Linked DNA regions of Mus musculus: all the other regions are linked to region 1. The links are chromatin contacts, called in public promoter capture Hi-C maps. All regions are on one chromosome and are shown on one strand. Each heading gives the region's core, a stretch centred on a gene start, on an enhancer-like site or on the middle of the called end of the contact. The rest is flanking DNA. Distances are from core to core; before and after follow the strand shown.

The links. Promoter capture Hi-C pulls out the DNA fragments that hold promoters and counts their contacts.
Region 2: a promoter capture Hi-C map of liver shows a contact between it and region 1, with 3 times the contacts expected there. The contact joins the promoter of Zfp59 here to the promoter of Psmd8 in region 1. A contact is called at or near these places in 2 of 39 promoter capture datasets (liver and pre-B cells).
Region 3: a contact with region 1 is called in a promoter capture Hi-C map of pre-B cells, with 3 times the contacts expected there. The contact joins the promoter of Cd22 here to the promoter of Psmd8 in region 1. A contact is called at or near these places in 3 of 39 promoter capture datasets (hippocampal neurons, liver and pre-B cells).

Annotation. Positions count from the first base shown.
Region 1 is chr7:29,178,941-29,182,231 of GRCm38.p6, forward strand. It overlaps Psmd8 (proteasome (prosome, macropain) 26S subunit, non-ATPase, 8), which reads right to left and starts at 1,733. Exons shown (of 7, transcript NM_026545.3): 1 at 1,337-1,733; 2 at 203-275; 3 at 1-81. The coding sequence starts at 1,705. It overlaps Catsperg1 (cation channel sperm associated auxiliary subunit gamma 1), which reads right to left. Exons shown (of 28, transcript NM_001368407.1): 27 at 3,093-3,192; 28 at 2,592-2,986. The coding sequence ends at 2,732.
Region 2 is chr7:27,837,046-27,840,510 of GRCm38.p6, forward strand. It overlaps Zfp59 (zinc finger protein 59), which reads left to right and starts at 1,539. Exons shown (of 5, transcript NM_011762.3): 1 at 1,539-1,664.
Region 3 is chr7:30,878,925-30,882,493 of GRCm38.p6, forward strand. Cd22 (CD22 antigen) reads right to left here and starts at 1,418. Exons shown (of 16, transcript NM_001043317.2): 1 at 1,312-1,418; 2 at 1,005-1,093; 3 at 271-416. D7Ertd128e (a long non-coding RNA gene) reads left to right here and starts at 3,029. Exons shown (of 3, transcript XR_881941.3): 1 at 3,029-3,214.

The sequences.
Region 1 (3,291 bases), core at 483-2,982:
TGAGTTGGGCCATGTAGCGCTCGAAGGAGGGAATGTCTTTGCACAGGATGCTCCACTGGGCCCCGATCTCCAGAATGTCACCTGTAGGTAAGGGGACAGGGGCTCTCAGGTGGTGGCTGGAATCCCTCCTGGGATCACCACCCCAGTCATTCCTACAATGACCCCAGGCCCATCACCCTCCACCAACCCTAGTGACACTCACGGGCCAGAATGAGTTGCTGTTTAGTCAGTTTGGTCCCCGTGGTTGGCAGGAAATTGAGCTCAAGCAGAACCAACTGAGGGGGAAGGAATGAGGACGAGATTTCAAATATAGATTACTTACGTTCTCTGGACTTTTATGTTCCTACTTGGAAAAGCTTGCATGCATCCTAACCCACACAACTGCCATGAATATTAGTGGAGTCAGACCTTGTAAAGCAAACACCAAAGGGCCCAAGAACACGGAGCGTACCAATTGGATTACCTCATCTTACAAATATTAGTAACTCCACTGAGAAACACGAGGCACTTGGTGCCTGACCCAGGGGGATCATGGGGTAGGGAGACGCCCATGACCTCAATTCTTCCTGTTGCTATATTTAGCTTGTTTTAGGTTTCTCTCTTGTTTAAGACAGCATCTCCCCAGGCAGGCCAATCTAGTCTAGAACTGGAGAGCCTGGTGTGAGCCTCTCGAGTGCTAGGATTACAAGTGTGGGACATCGTGTTCAGCCATTATATGCAGGTCTGGGAAGACCTCCACCACAGTGTGCCCGAGAAGGGGTAACAAGGAATGTGGGGCATTCCTTTTCCCTCCCCCCCCAGTCCATCCCAGACACCATTCCTTAGTAAACTTGGGAACCTAACACATATTTTGTTGTTGTTTACTTATTATTATTATATATATATTTTGAGACGAAGTCTATGTAGCCCAGCCTCCTCAAACTCGCTATTGAAGACCAGACTGGCCTTCTATCCGCCTGAGTGTGTTTACAACCGAAACGTGTGCTCTTCTAGGTTCGTTTTTGGCTTCAAACTGTTCCTGTTGCCCCTCTTCACACAGGTGTTTCCTAACCTCTGCTCCCTCACAGCTTACCTGGGCTTTATTTGCCACACATTCCCTCAACGTCCCGTCACCTCAGACTTATTCTTTTCACTATCTCCCCGTTTGTCACTGATCCCACTCCTTCCTGCCTCCCTCCAAGTAACAAAGCTCGAACCATCTCATTCGATTCTGCCAGAACCAATCTTTCCATCATCACTCCCTTAACGACACCTCAGGGCCCGCTCTACCAGCCTCGATCTCCCGTCTGTCACCTTCCCCCAGGCATTAGGCATCTAGGACCCGGCGACCTCTTACCTTCAGGCGGCCCAGTTCTTCTCCACATTTACTAAGGTTCGGGTTCTTCCGGTTCCACTCGTCCTTGAGTTGCTCGTACATGCCGGCCGCTGCCTGCAGGATCCCGACCGAGGTGGCCGCGGGTCCGGAGCTCGAGACGGTGGTCGACCCGTTCACCGTAGCCGCTGTGGCCGCCATCTTCCGTGATGCGGCAAGCCGCCGACCCGACTTACGGCAGCGACGCCGGGCAATGGACTCCCGGCGGAAATGAGGCCGGGAGGTGGAGCCCAAAACTGGAGGCGGAGCTACCACTGCCAGTTTCCGCCCCCCGCGGGAGGAGCGCCGCGGCTCTCCTCGGGGTGTCTTCGCAGCCCGACCCTTAATGAACATGCCGCAGCTCCGCCTCTGCTGTCATTCAAAATGGCGAACGGAAGTCCGTTCGCTCCAACTGAAAACAATGCCCACAATGTCCCGCCCACCTGTAGTCACCATGGCCACCCTCGCTGGCTTCGGCCTGTGGAATGTCCATCTTAAGGGTACCGCCTCTACGTCAAGGGGTGGCGATGTGGAGCCATTTGGAAAACTTGTCAGGTGTCACTACATAGGCAGGCTGAGAGAGGACTAGCAGGTGAGATTTAAGATTAGGCGTTCGTGTTTATCAGAGCATCATTCTTCCACGTTTTTTTCAGACTCTTTAAAAAGATTTATTTATTCATTTTATGTATATAAGTACACTGTGGCTGTCTTCAGACACCCCAGAAGAGGGTATTTGATCCCTTTATGGATGGTTGTGAGCCACCATGTGGTTGCTGGGAATTTTAGTCAGGGCTTCTGGAAGAGCAGTCAGTGCTCTTAACCACTGAGCCATTTCTCTTATTTTCTCTTATTCCATTTTTTTCTTATTTTTGAAATTAAAATAGAATTACAGACCGAGCTTTGTGGTTCACGCTTTTAATCCCAGCACTTGGGATGCAGAGGCAGGCGGATCTCTGAGTTCCAGGCCAGCCTGGCCTACAGGCATGCGTGTGTGTGTGTGTGTGTGTGTGTGTGTGTGTGCGTGCATGTGCCCATGTTGAGGTCAGAGGACAGCTTCACAGAGTCGGCTCTCTCTTTAGATCTCATGAGGCCTGGGGATCAAACCCAGGTTGTCAGGCTTGAGAGCTCCTTTATCTGCTGTGCCATCTTGAAAATAAAAGATTCTGACATCATTCTGACAGTTAACTACAGCTGTGCTGGTACAAACCAAGCGGACGTGAGCCTTTCTGAGGACTCGGGACTGATTCTGCAAGGAGGCTTTATTAGGGTCTGAATGAGACATGAGCATTCTAGCCAACCAGAAAGTCCTGGGGAGGTGGCAGGCTGCATTCCCATGAGGAGAGGCCTAAGGGTTCATGAGGAAGAGTACAGACCAGGGACTCAGGCCACCTTTGCTCTCTTAGCTTGAACATTGTCCTCTTTGGTACCTGGTCTGGAGGGACCCTCAAAACTTCCCTCTGAGCTGTGAGAATGGAGGGTGAAGCCCCCAGAAGAGGAGGAAGATGAATAGGTCTCTGGTGCCATCATGTTGTGAATCTTCCAGCGAAATGAGACCCAGGCCTTCACTATGTGAGGCCACACGAGGCAGAACAGGATGTAGAAGACAACCAGGGCTATAAAGAAGCTGGTAGACACCTGCAAGCCCAGTACAACAGTCACAAGGGGTCGGGGTTGGGGTTGGGGTATAGTAGTAGGTGAACCCCCTGCCCACCCAGTAAGGAAGCCTTTGGCTGCCACTCACCATAACAATGAAGGAGGACCGCTTGCTGCTGAGCGGTAGCCCATGGATGTGCACTATAAAGGTGAGCTTGTAGTCACAGTATGTGCTATTGTCTACACCTCTGGTGAGGGAATGGAGTCCAGGATTGAGTTAAATGTCAAGGGACAATCTCAGCACACTGCATCCCCACCCTCAACATACACCTAGGCTTTATGCCTGG
Region 2 (3,465 bases), core at 289-2,788, 1.3 Mb before region 1:
AGGAAGAATTCAAGTGACTGTAGCTAAGGAAACACTTATGGTGGACATTAATCTCTAGTTACGTATTCAGCGCCCCATGGCTCCTGTGGAGAAAACAGAGGGCAATTAACTGATTTTACTTCCATGAAGGATAAGGGGTAGCACTAAGAAAAGAACTGTGACACAGGAAAGATGGAGCAGACCGACCAGAATCACACTGTGGAGAGAAAGGAGGACGGAACACATTGGATGACAGAAGGCTAAGCATCTTTATAAATGATCCAAAAGCCGGTGAAACAAAACCCAAGCTTTGCAGAAGCAGTCACTTGGGTCTGTCTGGAGACTCCTTGCCTACCTCAGTAATCTGCTCGTGGGATAACTCAAAATAGATGGAGTCTTTAATATTTAAAAGTGCAATACAAAATATATGAAGTAATAGATGCCCCGCCAAGAAAAAAGGATAAAAGAGAAAGCTTTCCACAGCAACATCTTCAGGTAATGAGCGTTTCTCCCACAGGTGAGCGTACAGGAACAGTTCCCTTTCCAGATCCCCTCGTGTCATTAGAGCTTAAGTGTCTCCATTTTTATTGACTTCACTCAGAGTTGAGATGCTGTCCAAATCAGCTATGCTCTGTTGCTCTTGGAGGGTGTTGTTCTATCAGTTTTTTAAATTGACAACATTTGAATGTGTTGATTGATTTTGCTATCATTCCCTATTGTTCTAGCGGGACTTCCCCCCTCTTCATGTTTAAAGGTGTGCTATTTGAGTATACTCTGAGTTAATTTTGTTTATGTATTTATGTACTTATTTGTTTGAGACATTTGGGGTATCCTCTGAATTTTAGTTTATTTAGTCCTTTCAAGACAGTAGGAGTGTATTCTGAGTTTATTTTTAATTAATTTTTTTCAGACACCTCCTCTGCCTCCTTAGGGCGGTGACTAAAGGCATGTGCCACCATAATCTGAGTGTATTTTAGTTCTTAGACAGGGTTTCACTGGGTAGTCCTCGGTGGTCTCTTCTCACAGACATGCAGCTGGCTGTGCCTCCCCATCGCTGGGATAAAAGCCATTGCTACCACGCCCATGTTTACTGTCACTTGATGACTTGGCCTCTTTATTAATCTACCTCCATTTTATAATCGACCTGAGTTTTCTTTTGATCATGCGAAGATGGTTACTTTGAATCTGCTAGAGTATTTATCTTTAATATATTTTCTGTAGTTAACACATAGCTGGGTCTGACTTTTCAAATCTAAATGTGGCAAATTTTGGCGTTTAGACGATTTACAGTACTTTTAATGCGATTAGTTTTATTAAGAGGCTCGTCTAGCCTGCCTAACGGACACAGTTCTGTTGGTACATAGCGATACGGTCCTCAGTCACATTTTCTATCTAAAGCAGGGAATTCAGACTCCTCCGTCTTCTCTACAGGAGAAAGAAAATCAGTTACGCGGAGAACCGGAAGTACCTTTTGCTCAAAGGAGGGCGCCTCCCCTTTAAGCGCGCACCCACGTGGGCACTCCCACAAGCCACTGGACTCGGTTTTCTGATGGGCTGGCCCGAGTTGCACGCCGGGATCTCCGGGACGCTCCAGGCTTCTCCAGGGCTTTGCTTGTGACAACTGTGTTTTCCGGGACCACCGCGCCGGAAGTAGCGCATAGGCTTTTGGTTTATGTCTCCCCAGAGTAAGACCGGAGCCAGCGGGCTGGGAGGGGTGTGTACAGGCGGTGGGGTGGCTGTATGGTGTGTGTGTGTGTGTGTGTGTGTGTCTTTGAGTCTAACTGTATACACACCTTGAGCTCTCTGCATAATCTGTGTCTCTGTGCTTGTCGCTGTCTGCTCCTGCTTTCTCTCAGGGACACAGGGACTAAAGCAGAGGACCAAGCTTCAGTAAGGGGAGGTCAGGTGCGGGGTCTGAAGGGAAGCTTTCCCCGAGGCTCAGACTTGAGCTTAGGGCTATAATTTAAGGACGGGGGTGTCGTCTTGGAGGGAGGGTACTTGTTGAGTCCCCTGACTTTCTCAGAGCTGCAGCCATTGAGCATGCTCTCAGATATGGTCTGCGATCTCATGCTTACTCAGGCTTCCCTAGGTGGCCATTCCAAAGGAGGGCTGGAGAGGGATGTGGATTCAAGAATGAGTTTTCTGTTTCTGTTTGAAAAATGAGGTTTTAGTTTTAGAATATGGAATGGAAGTGAGGGAAGGAGGAACAGGCGAATTGATACCTCCACCATTGTGTCCCTTACATTGTCCCTGCCCTTTCCACTTAGTTTCAATGATCCGTGGCGTCTTCTCCCACAATCTCTACCTTTTCCTGAGATGTTGTAACTAGGAATTTCTAGAGGGTAGCGTTAGGGCTCTCAACTAAATCAATTTGTATCTTGATGGTGTCACACCTCAGATGGCCTTTGATCTTTACAGGCCTTCATTCGAAGCAAGGGAAGAATGTAGGCGATAGATGGTCTGGTCACCAGGGAGGATTTGGGGAGTGGGAAAGTAATAGCACTGAATTTGGCATCCTTGAGGACTAGGTATTTTGTGTGTGTGTGTGTGTGTGTGTGTGTGTGTGTGTGTGTAAAATGGGTAATGTTGGCCAGATGCAGATGAGCAATGCCATGTTTAAATATAGGGATGTGGATCTGTGGTATCCCGTTGGAGTCTTGGTTCTGTCCCCTCAGGCTCTCCAGGCCTGTCAGGAACCTTAGGATGCCTGTGGTGAAGTCTGTTAGCGCAGTGCCGCCATATCCTAAGGGCCTGGTGTGCTTTAGTTGTTGCTCTGTGAGGTCATTTTGGGTTCCTTACCTGGTTATTGCCGCTGGGACAGGGCCAGGGGATGTGGGCCACAAGCGTGGATGGCTGCTCCGGACCTAAGGCTGGTTTGTATAATCATGTACATTCCCTCTTTTAAGGAAAGTCCCCCCCTCTTAATGATAATGTCTCCGTGATAATCAAAGACAGCATGAGTCAAGGTGTGGCTAATGTCTCCACAAAATGGGACCTTCAGAACAGCACTTAAGGCTGTGGGAAAGAACTCTAAAAACATGGATTCAAAAACAAATAATTTCTCAAATAATGAGGATGCGGTATGAATTATATGAGGGGGCTTCAGGAAGAGCCAAGGCAGCTACAGTAGGAGCCAACTTGTCAGGAAACCACTAAGGGAGGAGGTAACGGGGATTAGGGAGTGGCAATTGTAGGAGATCCCACCCCGCTATGGTTTTTGTTTGTGCATTAAAGGGCAGATGGATTCCTGAGCTCAAGGTCAGCCGGGGACTCTTTAATTTAGGCCCACGAGTGGTATAAATGGTAATTTCCGTACAGGGTCCCACCCTGTTAGTTTATCTTTTGTGTAACTGCGGCAGGCAGATCTCTGAATTCTTTTGCAACTCTAAAAAGAAGGTTGTTTGTGTTTGCAGTCTCCTAAGAATTAAGGGGCAGGGTTGGGGGGGTGGGTTCCACTTGATGCTGATTCATTGGCTAGTCCAAAGG
Region 3 (3,569 bases), core at 168-2,667, 1.7 Mb after region 1:
CTCTCTCTCTCTCTCTCTCTCTGTCTCTCTCTCTCTCTCTCTCTCTCTCTCTCCAACAAGCTTGGCCTCCACCATCCTACACTTTATGTAGAGTTAAATTTAACAATTTAACTCTATTCATGTGGCTGTGATCTCTGTGTGAGTCCCCAGGGATCTTGCAGGATGTGCCAACAGAGTGTGTCTCCGGTGTCCGAGAGCAGAGCTGTGTCCCTTCGCTTCCCTTCCCTTCCACCCACCCAAGGTTTCCCATACCTTGCACAGCATCCTCACCTCCCTCTCTCTCCTGCTATTTCTCTCCCAGGCCGCAGGGCACAGGTAGTAAGGACTTCTGGGTGACCAGGAACAGGTGTAGGGAAAGCCAGTTCAGTTGCTGAGCGTGGGCTGGGTTCTGCCTCCACGGTTGGGGGTGGTGTGGCCTGGGTGTATATAAGAGGTTTGTGGGCTGAGGCTGGAGCAGATCATCTGAGGAAGAGCTTATCTTAGTTTCCCAGGTACAGGGAATGCACCACATAGAGATGTCTTCAAAGTCACAGCCACTTGGGAAAAGCAGAGCTCAACAGGAGGCTTCACTGCAGGACTTCTTAAGTTGTCTAAAGAGCTTAGACAGGCAGTGGCCATGCTTCTTTGGCCACGAGCTCTATTTTAATCTTTTCCAATGAAAGCGTTGCAGGGTTGCAAGCTCTGTTCTGGAGGACACACTTTAACACACCGGTGGGGTTGCTATAACAAGGGCTGTGGTGACAATCAGCCTCTGGGTGCTGGACCACCCTGTTTGTCCGGCAGCCCCTCCAGCCACATCCTTAGCAGAGCCTGGCTGGAGAACTCAAGCTTGAGCAGGAAGCAGGCAGTTCCAGAGTGAAGCTCTGAACCCCAGGAATTTACAGCATGAGAAGCAGGGACCTGAGCCTGGGGCCCGGACGGGTGAAGAGGTAGAGCAGGGTGCAGCAGCAACAGTTACTAAGTCCAGAAGCTTAGAACAGGGCCAAGAACTGTGATCTGCTCACCTTCTGAGAGCCTCAAGGTTAGCTTCCTGGTCCCATCATTTCCTCCCTGGCACTCAAAAGCTTCTTCTACCTCAGAAGACCCAGAAAGCCTGGAAAGGGGACACTGAACGACAGGGATGGGGAGAACAGGGTAGGGATGAGGGGTTGGGGTTGGGGGTTTAGGCGTTGGAGGGTGAGGTTTGTCTGTGCCTATTGTAAAGTAGATGAAAAAACACAGCAGGCCCTCGAGGCCAGCACACAGAGGCCACTCCATATCCACTCCATATTTACTTGTCGAGAACAAGAGAAAAGATTGAAATGGTTTTACCTGTTTCCTCCTGTGTTCGATCTTCAGGATCCCTAGCAGGATCTGAGAGTAAGAAAACTAAGAAAAGTCTCACACGCTTGGCCACGCCCCCTTCCTCTCTGGGCCTCTGCGAGAGACCAGCAGATATGGTGTGGATGAGAGGCCGTGGTGGAGAACACAAGTTTGGGGTCAGATTGATTCTCTGCAGTCACGTGTTGGCTTGGGTGTCTTCCATGTCTGATGAATTTCCATGCTGCTTTGTCCAGGCTCCCTAGAGCCAGACAACACACAAATACATACCTGAACACACAATAATCAAACACACACACACACACACACACACACACACATATATACTCATGCACCTGGGCGCCATCACAAATAAGTAATAATGAAGTAAAAGACTTCCCATTCAGGAACCCTTCTTCCCAGAGCTAGAGCTCCCAGCTGGCTGGGGAAGGAACAGGTCTTCTTGAAGGTGGCTTTCGCTTGCTGATACATCTTATTGCTAGCAATCACACCGAAGGCAGGAGCAGAGTGATCTAGCACTGACATGAATACCTTAGCAGCTCCACGGGCGAGGGGAGGACCAGAGCTCTGGGGAAGAAAGATTTGCTGAATGGGAACTCTTTACTCCCTTTTTATTTATATGTGATCGTGTCAAGACGCATGAGTGTGTGTGTGTATGTGTGTGTGTTGTGTGTTTGAGCATTGTGTGTGTTCAAGTGTATATTTGTATGTGTGTGTTTGTGTGTCAGGTGAGTGTTATGTTTGTGTATATGTGTGTGTTGTGTGTGTGTTTGTATATTTGAGTGTTGTGCATGTTTGTGTGTTTGTGTTGTATGTTTTTGAGTGTTGTGTGTGTTTGTGTGTGTTATGCATATGTGGTGTGTGTGTACATGTGTATGTGTGTGGTGTGTGTAGTATGCCTGTGGTGTCTGTGGTGTGTATTTGTGAGTGTATATGTATATGGTATGTGTGTGGCATGTGAGAGTATGTGTTTGTATATTATGTGTATTTGAGTGTTGTATATGTTTGTGTTGTATGTTTTTGTGTATGGTGTCTGTATTTGTGTATGAGTTGTGTGTGTTTGTGTTGTATTGTGTGTGAGTGTGTGTGTTGTGTACATGTATATGTATGTGGTGTGTGTATATATGTGTAGTGTGTGTGTGTGTGTGTGTGTGTGTAGAGATCAGAGGACAACCTGTGGAACGCTCTCCTTCCACATTTATGTGGGTTCCAGGGGTCAAACTTAGGTTGTCAAGCTTGCCCACAACCACTTTTACCCACTGAACCATCTGGCAGCCCTGCAAATGGGAAAGTCTTGAGATTGAAACTGAGTCACTTGCTAGGCAGCAGCCAGCAGAGAGATGCAAATTCTACAGATGGCAGGGAACATGAGGGCAGAGCTGACCTCAGCTCTACAGGCCCAGGGAATGTGCTGCACAAAAATGTCTTCAAGGTCATGGCTGGTCAGGAAAAACTGAGTGCAGACGTGCAGGGGCCACTCATGGCTGGGAGGAAAACTGAACCGCCAAGAGGCAGGAAACTCCTTTGCAAAGTATATGTGACCGTGAAGATGGATTCTGTAGCTTAAGAGCCTAGGATCTGGTGGGGTCTCCCACTGAGATAGGTAGAGGTCAGTGAGCTCCAAAATGTATAGGGGACACATGACATCCCACCTGGTTCTCTATTAACTGAGAGCTAAGGATAATGGTTTAGGGAGGGGAAAGTCTGGGATAAACATTCCGGGGGATTTGGATGAAGTCTGGCTCTACAGATAGCAAAGGTCACCGGCTTATTAATAATATCTACTCCTAACTTTCTGGGTAGAAAACAGAGGAGACACCCCTGTATTTACAACATTCCTGTTTTCTCCAGTGTTATCTGTGAAGACGGAATGGCGTGTCCCCTCTACACAATAGTAAGTAGGCTTTACTGTAGTCCTTCTGAAGCTGGCTAAAGAGCTCTATGTTACTAGACATGGGAGTAGCCTGAGGGTAGCTAGAAACACACAGCATCAGAAAGAGTTAAGAAGAACTACAGAAGATAGTGATGGGGGAGGGGGGAGCGGGATGTAGAAGGACTGCTTCCCAACCACTCAAGAAATTGAAACAGGAAGATCAAAAGTACAAGATCAGCCTAGATTACAGAGTAATTTCAAGACAAGCTTCAGCAAGTTAATGAGACCCTGTCTTGAAATGAAAAATGGGACCTGGGAGTATGATAGAAGAGTAGAATCTTTTCCCTGCCTAGAATCCCCCAGTGAGGGGCTGGGA